Regions from separate parts of the Sus scrofa genome. Here region 1 is linked to region 2. A link is a contact called in public HiChIP or PLAC-seq data. All regions are on one chromosome and are shown on one strand. The core of a region is the stretch at or near the end of the contact, and the rest is flanking DNA. Distances in the headings are between cores, read along the strand shown.

Evidence for each region. HiChIP or PLAC-seq counts read pairs in DNA pulled down with a chosen protein or histone mark.
Region 1: an H3K27ac HiChIP or PLAC-seq map of alveolar macrophages shows a contact between it and region 2. The contact joins the promoter of MFSD4B here to the promoter of RPF2 in region 2. A contact is called at or near these places in 1 of 47 Hi-C or Micro-C datasets (embryonic fibroblasts) and 2 of 2 datasets of contacts at active chromatin or transcription factors (alveolar macrophages and skeletal muscle).

Annotation. Positions count from the first base shown.
Region 1 is chr1:77,155,714-77,162,647 of Sscrofa11.1, reverse strand. MFSD4B (sodium-dependent glucose transporter 1) reads right to left here and starts at 3,297. Exons shown (of 5, transcript XM_003121369.4): 1 at 2,943-3,297; 2 at 156-324. The coding sequence starts at 2,993.
Region 2 is chr1:76,913,087-76,920,265 of Sscrofa11.1, reverse strand. It overlaps RPF2 (ribosome production factor 2 homolog), which reads right to left and starts at 3,152. Exons shown (of 9, transcript XM_021091234.1): 1 at 2,970-3,152.

The sequences.
Region 1 (6,934 bases), core at 2,048-4,547, 240 kb before region 2:
ATCCAGTACTATCACTGCTGTGGCATAGGTTCTATTCCCGGCCCAGGAACTCCTGCATGCGGTGGCCAAAAAAACACTCCCCCACCCCCCAAAAAAAACCCCAAACTGCAAATTCCTTGAAAGTCACAAAGAAGCTAAAATTGATGTTTACTTACCCAAAAGAAGAAAATGATTGATACTGTCAAAAAGAACTCCACCAACCACAGAGCCACCCAAGTATCCAAACGCACGGCCCACAAAAATTAGAGAAAGGCTGCTGATATTGCGGTTCACATTTGTTGCCAAATCTTGAAACGTGGGTCCCAGTATGGCAATACTGATTCCCTAAAATTTAAAAAGACAGAGGCTTTTATTTACCATCATTAAAAAGATGTCCGGAGTTCCCTTTGTGGCTCAGTGGTTAACGAATCCGACTAAGAACCATGAGGTTGCGCGTTTGATTCCTGCCCTTGCACAGTGGGTTAACGATCCGGCATTGCTGTCAGGTGTGGTGTAGGTTGCAGACACGGCTCGGATCCTGCGTTGCTATGGCTCTGGCGTAGGCCAGCAGCTACAGCTCCGATTAGACCCCTAGCCTGGGAATCTCCATGTGCTGCAGATGCGGCCCTAGAAAAGGCAAAAATAAATAAATAAATAAATAAAAATAAAAAGATGTCTATCTACAGAGTAGCTTTTTTCAATATTAAGTAGGAAGGAGAAGGGGAGTTCCCACTGTGGAGCAGTGGGTTATGGATCCAGTATTGCCACAACTGTGGCTCTGATTCAATCCCTGGCACCAGAACTACTTCCATATACCACAGATGAGGCCATTAAAAAGAAGAAGAAGAAGAAGGAGAGAGGAGTTCCTTTCATGGTTAAGTGGTTAAGGAACCCAATTGGGATCCATGAGGATTCAGGTTCCATCCCTGGCCTCAATCAGTTAAGGATCCAATGTTGCCATGAGCTGTGGTGTAGGTCGAAGATGCACCTCGGATTCCACGTTGCTGTGGTGTAAGCCAGCAGCTACAGCTCCAATTCTACCCCGAGCCTGGGAACCTCCATATGCTGTGCAGGTGTGGCCCTAAAATAGCAAAAAAAGAAAAGAAAAAGGAAGGAGGGGATTTCAATGTAATGAAGGAGATTAAGTTCCACAATCGGGATAAATTCACCATGCTTTCACCGTGACAACAGTAGTACTACTAAAGCTGTAGATCCTATTTCTGGTGTGCCAAATCCTATTGTTTTTCTAGTTCTAAATTTTTAAAAAATTCTTTAATTCTTTTGACTTTATGGTCCAATGCCGTTTCCTTTTCGAACAATACTGTAAAAGACTACAGTATTTTGTATTTAGTAAAATGTAGCATTAACATTTTTTTGAAATAGTTTTGTATAGTCTGAAATATATTGCATGCATGCATAACACAAAAATTTTGATGTTAAAAATTTAAGCTACCAAACCATCAAAAGATGACCCCTATTTTTTGATGACCTTAAAACAGCAACATTTCTGGATGTACATGGGGTCTTTCCTCTGAATTACACATACAAAACACCAGAGAAACAATTTGGTTCTAAATCTACACTTTTCTTCAAAGACTAACCAGGCCTCAGGTGTAGTCTATAAGGCTTTTTAAAAGAGTATTACACCTGTATGCAATGACGTTAAGCATTTTACTCAGTCGATGTGATATTAGCCTTTTTTTCTTTTATTTTTAAGGGCCGCACCTGCGGCATATGGAGGTTCCCAGGCTAGGGGTCTAATCAGAGCTGTAGCCATTGGCCTACACCACAGCCACAGCAACGCAGGATCTGAGCCGTGTCTGCAATCTACACCACAGCTCACGGCAAAGCCGGATCCTTAAACCCCTGATCAAGGCCAGGGATCGAACCCGAAACCTTATGGTTCCTAGTCGGATTCATTTCCCCTGTGTCACGACGAGAACTCCGAATATCAGAATTAGGGGTTACATCTGGCTTTTATAGGAAATTCGTTGCATGCACGCACACACAGAAAATGTTTCCAATTGGCCTACATTTCAAGACTAAGTGATTCTAGTTGCACGCTTTGCTGTATTTCCCCCCCCCCCCCCCCCCCCACAGCGGGCGCAGTCCTCAACTAAAGGCTGGCAGGGAGTGAAGGCTGAGTCCAGCTCTACTCAAATTAGTACCCGCCTGTAAAGCAGTTAACAGGACCTGGCACAGCGTCTGCAATGACTTTTCTTCAAATACAAACACTCTAAGAATCAAGTGTGGCTTAGAAAAAGGTACTATGTGACCAGGAGAGATGCTGCTCAGAGGACTCACCCTCCCAACTACCCAGGATACCAATATTTAGGACAGATGACCAAGGGAGGTTTCTAGGGGGTAAAAAAGGTAATCGCGGGGTGGCCAAGGGGTTTGGCAAAAGACGCTTCTAGTCTTGCAATTCGTTCTAAGAAAAACACTGAAGGATCTGCAAATTTGTTTTAGGTAAAAATTGTAGGCAGGATAAGAGACGGCATTCCTGGCTCAACCACTTAACCAGCCGTATGGTCCGAAAAAGTCACTTTCCCGGGCCTGTTTCCCCAGGCTGCAAAAATGAGGGTTGAATTTGGTCAGCCGAGATGGAGGCAAAAGGAAAAGCAACTTTGTGAAATAATTTGGGGGTTGGTTTGGTGCGGGAGGGTTGAGGGCAGCGAATATAGACCAGCAACCCCTTTTGCATTGCCCCTAATCCCACGGAGGAGAGGTAGAAAGGTTTGCTGGAGTTGGAAAATATATTACGAAAATCGATTTCACACTTGACAATAAACCTCTATAATTCTGTGCCCATTTTTCAGATTACAAAACTGAGGCTCGGGTAGATTAATACACCCAAGGTCAAACAGTCTGCAAGCGGCCAAGACACCGGCTCGGAAGGTCGCGTTCTCTGCAGGACACCTGCTCACGCCTCAGCCCGGGAAGGTTCCAGCCCCCGCTCTCACCAGCCCCAGGAAGGCAGCACACAAGAGGACGGTGATGAACCAGCGCAGCATGCTCCCGGCCCGGTCGCTCCGCCGGGAGCCCACCACCGCCTCTTGCTCATTCTCCGCCGCGGCCTCGGCTTGGAGGAGCCGCTGCCCGGCAGCCGGGGCCCCGGCCCCATGGGGTTCCAGTTCCAGCTCCAGTGTGGCTGTTCGTGAGCAGCGATCTTGCTGCCGCCCGGCTTCTCAGCGGAGCCTCGGGAACTCCGAGCCCTGTCCCAATCCGGCGCCTCCAGACCCAGCGGTCCGGGCTGGCGCCACCTCCCCGGGGGCGGCCCCAGTTAGGGCCCTGGCGTCCAGTTTCGGAACGCGCTAGGTGTCACAGGCTGCGGACTCACGCTCTCTCTTGCGCAGGACGCTTGCGCGGGTCACGTGGCGGAAATGTGGCCTCTTGCCAGCCGCGGCCTCACAGCAAACCGGAAGTTGATAGGGTTGCCCTGGAGACCGGACACAGCGCTCAGGGTTCAGCGTCTCTCTTGGCTGAGCCCGCAGAGGCCCTGCAGGCGGGCGCCCCGAGGCGGAGCGAGCTACAGCTGCAGCCTGGGACCAGAAGAATCAGGAGGTACGATGCAGCCAAGCCGTTAGGAGGAAATAGGGGCCAAGAAATGCTAGTTATGTCTTCGCGCCGGCTCTCCGGGGTCTCCTGGGAGTAGAGGGAATCCCAGGTCTGTCCCTTGTACGACTTTCTAAAATTGCTGCCCCAGTTCCTTTGAGATTTGTCGTTTATTGATTTGTCGTTCATCTGTCACCCCTCAACATTTGTTGAACCACGTATGTAAGCTTTCACTTGTATTATCTCAGTTGATCCTCACTCTAAAATACATGTTATCCTGATTTTACAGATAGGACACTTGAGTCATAGAAAGTAGCAATTTGCCCAAGGTCAATCAGCGAATCTGTGGTTGTGCATAAACAGTGTTAACAGTAGCTCAGGATAGAAATTTGGAACCCAAGTTGCAGTCACAAGCACACTCTCGCCCCAGTCCCTACAAATATTTCCATTGTTGTAAGGAAGTAGGGGCAGAGCTTCAATTTGCAGAATCCCTGAATAAGGTTATGCCAGCGGAGAAGCTACAGCTTTGTCTTAGGTATTCTACCCCAGCGTTTTGCTCTTTGACCAAATAGACCACAGCCTCACAATTCGTAAATATTTTTCTTTATCATCTATCTAAAATGTTCTTTTCCACCTGATTACTCAGCCTTTCATCCACTTAGGCTCCCAGATTATACACACCTGTGTCTCATCATCATTTCCCTTGCAACCCATTTCTCCAGCCCCATCCATTTGGGCATTAAGCCCTTCCCAATTTACCTCAGAAAGCACAGATAGTATGATTTAAGAGAACCTGTCTTAGTGTTTCAGAGTCAGGGACTGACTATCTCTTTGAGAAAAATTTAATGTAGTGGAGACAAAAGGTATATATGTATAGTAAAGAGAATAGAAGGTGATATGGGAGAAGCAGATTAGGTTCAAATTATTTAGGGCTTTATATGCCATACTAAGGAGTTTGAACTTGAGCAACACACTCTTACTGGCATACGAATTTAATAAAACCAAAAATATGTTGTAGGAGTATCAAGCTTCACAGTATTTTATCTTTATGACCTAAAACTGAGCTTGTCATTTTCCTCAATAAATCTGTTCCTACTCTGTGACATTGCATGCTGGTACCACCATCCACCCACACATTTATGTGAGGAATCTGAGATCCTAACTTGATGCCTCCTTCTTTCTCTCTCTTCAGTTTATCACCAAGTCCTGCCTATTTTACTTCTACAGCTGTTTCTAAATTCAGGCCTCTACACCTATCATCACAGACTGCTATTAAAACTTGGTCATCTCACCAACACTGTTGCCCCAACTTGTTTTTTCCCTCTAGTCTTCTGTTCTCCAAATTCATCTTTCTCCTTTAAGTATATAACTGAAATGAAAATCTGCTACATAAAAGGCTTCAACTCCTCCTAAAGAATAAAATCCAACTTTATCCACCCCACCCATCTCTCTAGCTTCACCTCTTCCTGTCTCCATCTCATTCTTTACATTCTAACAACATCAAAATCACTATTGGTTCTTAACACATCACAGGTTGTTCCTCACTTCCTTACCTTTGATCATACTGTCCCTTCTGCCTAAAATGCCTCCTTTCTCTTCCACTGCTGTGACAGAGGCTGCTAGCTATTCTTCGGAATCTGTTTGCCCTTTTTTCTTAATAAAGTTCTAACCAGGACATGGCTGCCCAGCTTCACTGCATCTCCCAGCTGAGTGTGCAATTTAGAGATGCCAATAGAAGGTGGGCAGAAAAGCCAGGGGCCTTAAGACAATTGATGTCTGTTTTTCCTCCATGCCATCTTTTTTCTTCCTCACCTGGATCCTGCGCGTGGTTGGACAGAGTTTCAACCTTAGAGATGATGACAAAGCCTCAGGGCACTGAAGACCCATAAAATGGAAGGAGCCTGGGTCCCTGAATGATAAAAGAAACAGAGCTATGCCCCTGTCAACCTGGTCTCCTCTGTGACTATTACATGAGAGAAAAATCTCTTTGTTTTTTAAATCAGTGAATTTTTGTTACAGTAGCCTAGTCTCCCCTAATAGTACATGCCTTATTCCTGTCTATCTTTTCAGTAATCCTACATATTTCAGAGTTTCCATCGCGGCTCAGTGGTTAATGAATCAGACAAGTATCCATGAGGATCCGGGTTCAATCCCTGGCCTTGCTCAGTGGGTTAAGGATCCAGTGTTGCTGTGAGCTGTGGTGTAGGTCGCAGACACAGCTGGGATCTGGCATTGCTGTGCCTGTGGTGTAGGCTGGCAGCTACAGATCTGATTGGACCCCTAGCCTGGGAACCTCCATATGCCACAGGCACGGCCCTAAAAAGAAAAAGAAGAAAAAAAAAAAAGAATTTAGGAGGAAAAAAAACTTTTATATTCACCTATTCTTTTGTTGTTCTTCCTTTGTTCCTGACCATCCATGTTTCTCTCTGGTATCTGTTTCCTTCATCCTAAAGAACTACTTTCAACATCTCTTTAGGGCAGATCTGCCGGCAGAAGCTTTCTAGGTTTTCCTTCATCTGAGAATGATGTAATTTCACCTTCTCACCTGAAAATATTTTCACTGGATATGGGCTTGGTGTGGTGGTTCATTTCCCTCTAGCTACTTTCAAAAACTTTTTCTTGGGGTTCTCATCGTGGCTCAGTGGTTAATGAATCTGACTAGCAACCATAGGTTGCGGGTTCGATCTCCGGCCTTGCTCAGTGGGTTAAGCATCTGGCGTTGCCGTGAGCTATGGTGTAGGTTGCAGATGCAGCTCGGATATGGCATTGCTGTGGCTGTGGTGAAGGCCGGTGGCTCCGATTGGACCCCTAGCCTGGGAACCTCCATAGGCCGAGGGAGTGGCCCAAGAAATGGCAAAAAAGACCAAAAAAAAAAATTTTTTTTTTTCTTCATCTTTGGTTTTCAGCGGTTTGAGTTTCATGTTTCTCTTTCTAGGCATGGTTTTCTTTGAATTTAATTGTTGGTGTTCATCAAGCTTCTGGAATCTGTAACTATGTCTTTTACGAAACCTGGGAGGTTTTCACACACTACTTTTTCAAATGGTTTTTCTGCCTCAATCTCTTTCTGGGACTCTAATGACTTGTATGTTAGACCTTTTGATATCATTGCAAAAGTCCTTGATGCTCATGTTATATATTTTTTCTAATGTTTTTCCCCTTCTCATCTTTGTGTTGATTTATTTGTCTTCAAGTGCACTATCTCTTTCTTTCCTCATCTCCCCATTCTGCTATTGCACCCAGCCACTGAATTTGTTTTTTGTTTTGTTTTGTTTAATTTTTATTTTTTTATTACTCAAATGGATTTATCACATATGTAGTTGTATAATGATCATAACAATCTGATTTCACAGGATTTCCATCCCACAGCCCAAGCACATACCCCCACCACCCAAACTGTCTC
Region 2 (7,179 bases), core at 1,903-4,402:
AACCCACTGAGCAAGGGCAGGGACCGAACCCGCAACCTCATGGTTCCTAGTCGGATTCATTAACCACTGCGCCACGACAGGAACTCCCTCTAAACCTTTTAAAAAAAATTTTTTTTTAAAAGGGGAGTCCACATGGTGGCACAGAGGTAACAAATCCAACTAGTACCCATAAGGACATGGGTTCGATCCCTGCCCTCACTCAGTGGGTTAAGGATCTGGCTGTGAGCCATGGATGTGGGTCGAAGACTCACCTCAGACACCACCCCCCTGCCCCCAGTTGCTGTGGCCGAGCTGTAGGCTGACAGCTACAGCTCCAATTCAACCCCTAGCCTGGTAACTTCCATATGCCTCAGGTACAGCCCTAAAAAGCAAAAAAGTAAAAAAAAAAAAAAAAAAAAAGAAAGAAAGAAAGAAAGAGGAGGAGTTCTGCTGGGGCCCAGGTTCAATCCCTGGTCTGGCAGCTGAGATCTCACATCAAGCCATTGCATGCCACAGCCAAAAAAAAACTGCAAAGCAGTAATACTCACTTAAATCCTTTTTTTTGGTGGTCAGGGTGGGGTGGGTGGGGGCACAGCAGCAGTTTAATGTGGAATCTCTGTTCCCAGACCAGGGATTGAACCCTGGCCCCAGCAGCGAAAGCACTAAGGCCTAACCACTAGCGAACCCCCACTATTGCTACTTTTACTCCATTATTTTTTCTTTAATCTTAAAGCAGTCAAAACAGTACTCTACAGGAATTCCCTCTGGTGCATAGGGTTAAGGATCCGGCATTGCCACTGCACCAGCTTGGGTTGCTGCTGTGGCTCCAGGTTTGATCCCTGGCACAGGAACTTTCACATGACGCAGGCACAGCAAAACAAAACAAAACAAAAAAAACAACAACAAAAAGTACTCTTCACCCTAATACAAAGAACTGCACACCAACTGCTAATCAACCAGTAAGCAGCTACTAAACATAAGGAGGCAACTTACTGCTTATTGTTCCTCCAGGTTTAAACCACAACACCTGCCACTGTCCCACTCCAACATCACGCCTAAGCAAGTCAAACATTATTGTCCTCAAATGGGAAAAATAATGATTGACACTTTTATAGAGTCAGTCTATTTAGGCTTAATCTTTTACAGGTGAAGCAACTGAGGCTCAAGAGGTAACGTGCCCAGTCACAGAGCTTTGAAAGAAGGCCAATCTACAAAAGGAGCTACATTAAAAAAAACCCATCAAGGAGTTCCCGTTGTGGCTCAGTGGTTAACAAACCTGACTAGTAACCATGAGGTTGCTGGTTCAATCGCTGGCCTTGCTCAGTGGGTTAAGGATCTGGCGTTGCCATGGGCTGTGGTGTAGGTGGCAGACGCAGCTTGGATCCCACCTTGCTATAGCTCTAGCGTAGGCCGACAGCTACAGCTCAGATTGGACCCCTAGCCTGGGACGGCCCTAGAAAAGACAAAAAATAAATAAATAAAAAACCCATTGAGAGCAATCACTATGCAAAACATGAAGGGAACCAGCTTAAAAAAAAAAAAAAAAAAAAAACCATTAAGGGGAAACAACTCCATTTTCTCCAAAAAAAAAATATATACACACACTTACCTTACCATGCAGAGTTTAAAAATTCTCCTCCAGATAAAATGTCAAGGACATACAGTTTCTAATCATTTACTAGTTGATAAAGATACATATTTTTCCGTCAAATCAAGAGAGATTTATGCGTCTACATGGCAATAAAAGTGCTATAAGCTCTGTATTCCATGTGATTTACTTCTCACCAGTAAGTAAGGTAAATAACACTCTGTACATTTTACTACTGTTTGTCCCCCAATGAGACAGTAATCTAGTCTTATTCATCTGTGTAGCCCTCATACCTGGAGGAATATACAGCAGATACACAAAAATCTCTGAATTAATGACCAAAAGAAAAATTTGTCCTTTTGATTACATGTTGGTCTGTTTTCGATTTTTAGGGCCGCACCTGCGGCATATGAAGTTCCCAGGCTAGGGGTCAAACTGGAGCTGCAGGTGCTAGCCCATGCCACAGCCACGCAGGATCCGAGCTGCGTCGGCGACATACCTAAGCCGCAGCTCACCTCAAGGCCGGATCCTTAACCCACTGAGCGAGGCCAGGGATGGAAACCACATTCTTATGGGTAACAGTCTGGTTGGTTACCGCTGAGCCAGGATGGGAACCCCCTGATTACATGTTAACCCAGGTTACACGCAAGAAAAGCATGGCAAGTAACAGCAGAACTATTTGAGAGATGGATTACTATTTCCTGAAGGAATTTAAAATAGACATTCAAGAATAACTAAGAACTGTACAAGTTTGGGAGAAAGAGAAAAAGCTAATGATGGAAGTTCCTTGGTGGCCTAGTGGTTAAAGACTCCGCTGTTGTCACTGCTGTAGCTCGGGTTCGATACAGGGCCCCGATGCGGGGCTAAACGGAAAAAAAAGAAAAAGCTAATGAGAATGTCTACTTGCTGAAGCAAAGGCTTTGTATACATTCTTGCAAATAATCCTCAGTTTCCTGAAGTACGACTATTATGAACACTATTTTATAGAGCAACTGAGACTTAGGGAGATTAAAAGGACCAGACACAAAGCTTTACGGTGGACACGCCTGGACTGTCGCCTAAATCTGTCAGATTCTGCGGCCTGTGTTCGGAACCCCTCCCTCTACCACTTTCCTCACACTTCTGTGGAAGCCAAGACATTTCCAATTGGCTACCACACAAGCGTCCAATGCCCCCGTACCACCTCCACCCAGCGGCTCCCACTCGTGGACTTTCCGGCTCTTCGTCTCCCTGCAGCATCCACAGAGGGAGCGCCAGGCTAATGCATAGATCCGCCCGGACCGGAACGGTTCTAAGGCAAGTGTGCGGCCAGGAAGAGCTGGAGACAGAGGCTCTACCACTCCGTTCTGCTACAGGAACCCCCTGCCCAACGTTACCCAGGGAAGGGGCCTAACGCACTTACACAACTCGATCCAAAGCGTCCATCGCTACCGCAACAAGAAACAGATGAATGCACGTGTACCGCTCACTACAATGCCGGGCTTTGGCAAGGGCGGAACTGGCGGATCCGCGGAACCGGAACTTGTGCGCTACGTCACTTCCTGGGGCCGCCCCGCCACGGAAGCCTAGAGACACTAGCGGCCGTTTTTGATGAAATCGCGCTCTGTTACCTTGGTTACAGGTTCCTGCCTGGGTTTTTTTCTGGAAGTACCTCTAGGAGCTTGATGAACACACCTGTATGTATAGCGGACTCATCTATTCAAGGACCAGGTGTTAGTGATCTGGGAATCCCCTCGGGATGCTAGAAAGGTTGATGTCAATAGATACATTATACTAAAGTTATCAGTGAAATGCGCTTTTTCTTTTTTTTTTTTTTTTTATTTTGCTTTTTAGGGCCGCACCTGTGGCATATGGAGGTTCCCAGGCTAGGGTTCAAATCGGAGCTGCAGCCGCCAGCCTATACCACAGCCACAGAAACGGAGGATCCAAGCCTCGTCTGCGACCTACACCACAGCTCACTACCACCCCTGCTCCTTAAACTCTGAGCCAAGCCAGGTATCCAACCCGCAACCTCATAGTTACTAGTCTGGTAGGTCAACCACTGAGCCAAGATGGGAATTCCTAAAATGTGCACTACTGACATAAATGCAATACCAGTAAAGCAGAGTTTATAACAGTGCCTGGCACGTAAGAGGTGTCCATAATATAACAGCTCTTAATCGTTATTTTTCCCCAAAATTGCAAATTGCTGTATACTTCACTTACTATAAGTTATCCCTGTAAAGTGTACAATTTAGTGTCTTTAGTGTATTTACAAAGATGTACATCCATCACCACTATCTAATTACAGAACATTTTATATCACCTATCTCCTAACCTAGTAGCACTCAGCCATTTCCACTCTTTTTTTTTTTTTTGCCCCTTCTACAGAATGTAAAAGTTTAGGGACCAGGGAACCCCCCCCCCCACATCCTGGGGCAAGTGAAGTGACCCAAAAGCATCCACCTGATCCATAGCAGTGACTTAGCCCACTGGGCCACCAGGGAATTCTCCCACTTTCCGCTCTTACCTCCCCTGAGCTATGTCTGGGTAGATGTACCTATTGAGAACACAGCATATAAATGAATTTATACAATATGTGTCCTTTTGTGTCTGGCTTATTTCACTTACTGTGTTCATATATGTTCACATGTTTTCATACAGGGTCATATGTGTTGATGCATGTATCAGTACTTAATTCTCAGTACACTTTTTTTTTTGGCTGCACCTGTGGCATATGGAATTTCTCAGGCCAGGAATCAAATCCAAGCCACAGCTGCAACTTATGCTGCAGGTGCAGTTAATTCTTAATCCACTGAACCACAGCAGGAACTCCTCAGTGCATTCTTTATGTAGGACAAAATAATTGTCAATTCTATAGATACGTAATGTTTATCCATTCAAAAATGTTTCCACCTTTTTATTATGGATTATGCTGCTTTCAATATCCATGTACAGGGTTTTTGTTTAGATTTTCTCCAATTCTATAGAAGTAGAACTGCATATGGTAAGCCCCATTATGGGTGACATTTTGAGGAACTGCCAAACTATTTTCTGCCTGCATCATTTTACAGTTCCATTAGCAATGTAACAGGGTTTGGAATTGTTTTTTTTTTTTTTTTTTTTTTTTTTTTTGTCTTTTTGCTATTTCTTGGGCCGCTCCTGCGGCATATGGAGGTTCTCAGGCTAGGAGCCAGAGCCACAGCAACGCAGGATCCGAGCCGCATCTGCAACCTACACCACAGCTCACGGCAACGCCAGATCGTTAACCCACTGAACAAGGGCAGGGACCAAACCCGCAACCTCATGGTTCCTAGTCGGATTCATTAACCACTGCGCCACGACGGGAACTCCATGGAATTGGTTTTTCTCTTGCTACTGTAACAAATTATCACAAGTTTACTGGTGTAAGATAACACATGTATTATGTTAGCATTCTAGAAGCCAGAAGCCTGAAATTAGTTTTTCAAATATAAAATTAAGATATCAGTAGAGCTACATTCTCTCCAGAAATTCCAGGGAGAATCTGTTTCTTTACCTTCCAACTTGGAGATGCTGTTTGCATTCCTTGGTATTCCTCCATCTTCAAAAAGCATCATTTGAACTTTTTCTCTGACTCTAAGACCTTTTACTCCATCATATAAAACCCTTGGGATTACATGTGGCTCACCTGGTTAATTCACAATAATACCACCTATCTCAAGATCCTTAATCATTTAACAAATTCCCTCTGGCCAAGGTACTCACAGATCCCTGAGTTTAGAACACAGGCATCTTTTGGGAGGTAGCATTATTCTATCAACCACAGCTTCCAACTTCTCCATTCCTCTCCAAAATTTGCTCTTGTTTTTTCATTAAGCCATTGGAGCAGGTGTGAAGTAGTAACTGGTAGTTTTCATTTGCATTTCCCTGATGACAAAGGATTTTGAGGTTAGGCTCTGGTTAGTTTTTCTTGAGGGCAGACCTTGTTAAAAACAGAGTGCTCTGGGAATTCTTTGGTAGCCTAGCGGTTAAGGATGTGGTTTTTTCACTGCTGTGGCTCAGGTTCAACCCTGGCCTGGGGAAATTCTACATGCCATAATCACCCCCCCCAAAAAAAAACCCAGAATGCTCTGGCATAACTCTAGCATATTTCAAAATGGTTCCTTTCTGGAAACACAAGGAAATTTTTCTGCATCATTCACTGTGAGAACCTAGTTGGAGGTAAAATTCATGAGTGTGAACGAGGATCCCCAATGGCTATGTTCTCCCGGAGTTTTTAACTCTCAGTGTTGTCCCCCTTGAACCTCCAGCAATTCATTGATTACAGTTCAGATTTTCCTAGCCCAGCACTGGTTCTCAGAGAGGTTTGTGCTTATGGGGTTTTTGTAATGCTCTGTATTCACCCGTCTCTCCGATTTTGGAGGCAGAGATTTGCCCTGTGACCTCACTTCTCTGATAGGTCCAAGAAGAGATGTTGATTTTTCAGTTCACCTTTTTGCTTGTTAGGATGGAGCAGCTACTTCTAGCTTCTTAGTGCCAGACCAGAAACCACAAGTCTCTGTGATAACACAGTGGATTCTTGAAAAGAAGGTTAGGGTGACAACCCCTCCAAATCCGCATATAATTTTACAGTTGGCCCTCTGTATCTGTGGTTCTGCATCTGAAGATTCAACCCATCAGAAACAGCATAGTACATATTAACTGAAAAAAGTCCGTACATGTGGACCTGCACAGTTCAAACCCTACAGTTCAAGGATCAGCTGTATTTTACTGCATGCCAGACATTGAATTTTACCCTGTTGGGTGCTAGATATATTAAAAATGTTCTTATGTTGTTCTGGGATACAATTGACTTTAAAAACAGTTAAATCCTTTCAGTTCTTGCTTTTAACCTTGGTTAGGTGGGGGCGAGATCCTCAGTTAAGCTAATTTTGCTCCACTATTGAGGCAAACCCTTCTGAAAACTCTATTCATGCCTCATCAATTATGTGGGTTTCCACTCTGGCTGGGAACTGTAAGCTCCAGGGATTGTTCAGATGGCTTCCCCCCCACCCCACCCCCAGTGGTTTTCTGACACACATGTGATCAGTATTCTGAAGACTCCAGGAAGACTTTACAGATCACTGAATTTCTCTCTGCACACCCTCCCCCTCCAATATGCTGATCTGCAAACCAGGCTCCTTAGTCTCCCTAGACTCTCAGTTCCATCTCAAATGAGAGAACACTGAACCCCATCTGGACACCTCCTCGAAAACACTCTCTAGGCAGTATGATGGGGAGGGCAATCATAGGGCTCACCTCACTTGTTTCCCAGGACAACTGATGCATCAAAGTGTATAATGACAGTGTGGCAGACAAAATAATGTCCCCCTAAATGTCTATGTCCTAATCTCCAGAACCTGTGAATGTTACCGTATATGTAAAAGGGATTTTGCAGGTTGATTATGTTAAAGGTCTTTAAATAAGATTAACCTGGATTTTCTGGGTGGGCCAAATCTAATTACAAGGGACTTTTTAAGAGGGAAGGATGTGAGTCAGAAGATGCAATGACAGAAGCAGGTTAGAGTGAGGAGAGATTAACTGCTCTGAAGATGCTGTGCTGTTGGCTTTGAATATGGAAGAAGCCTTAAGCCAAGGAATACAGGCAGCCT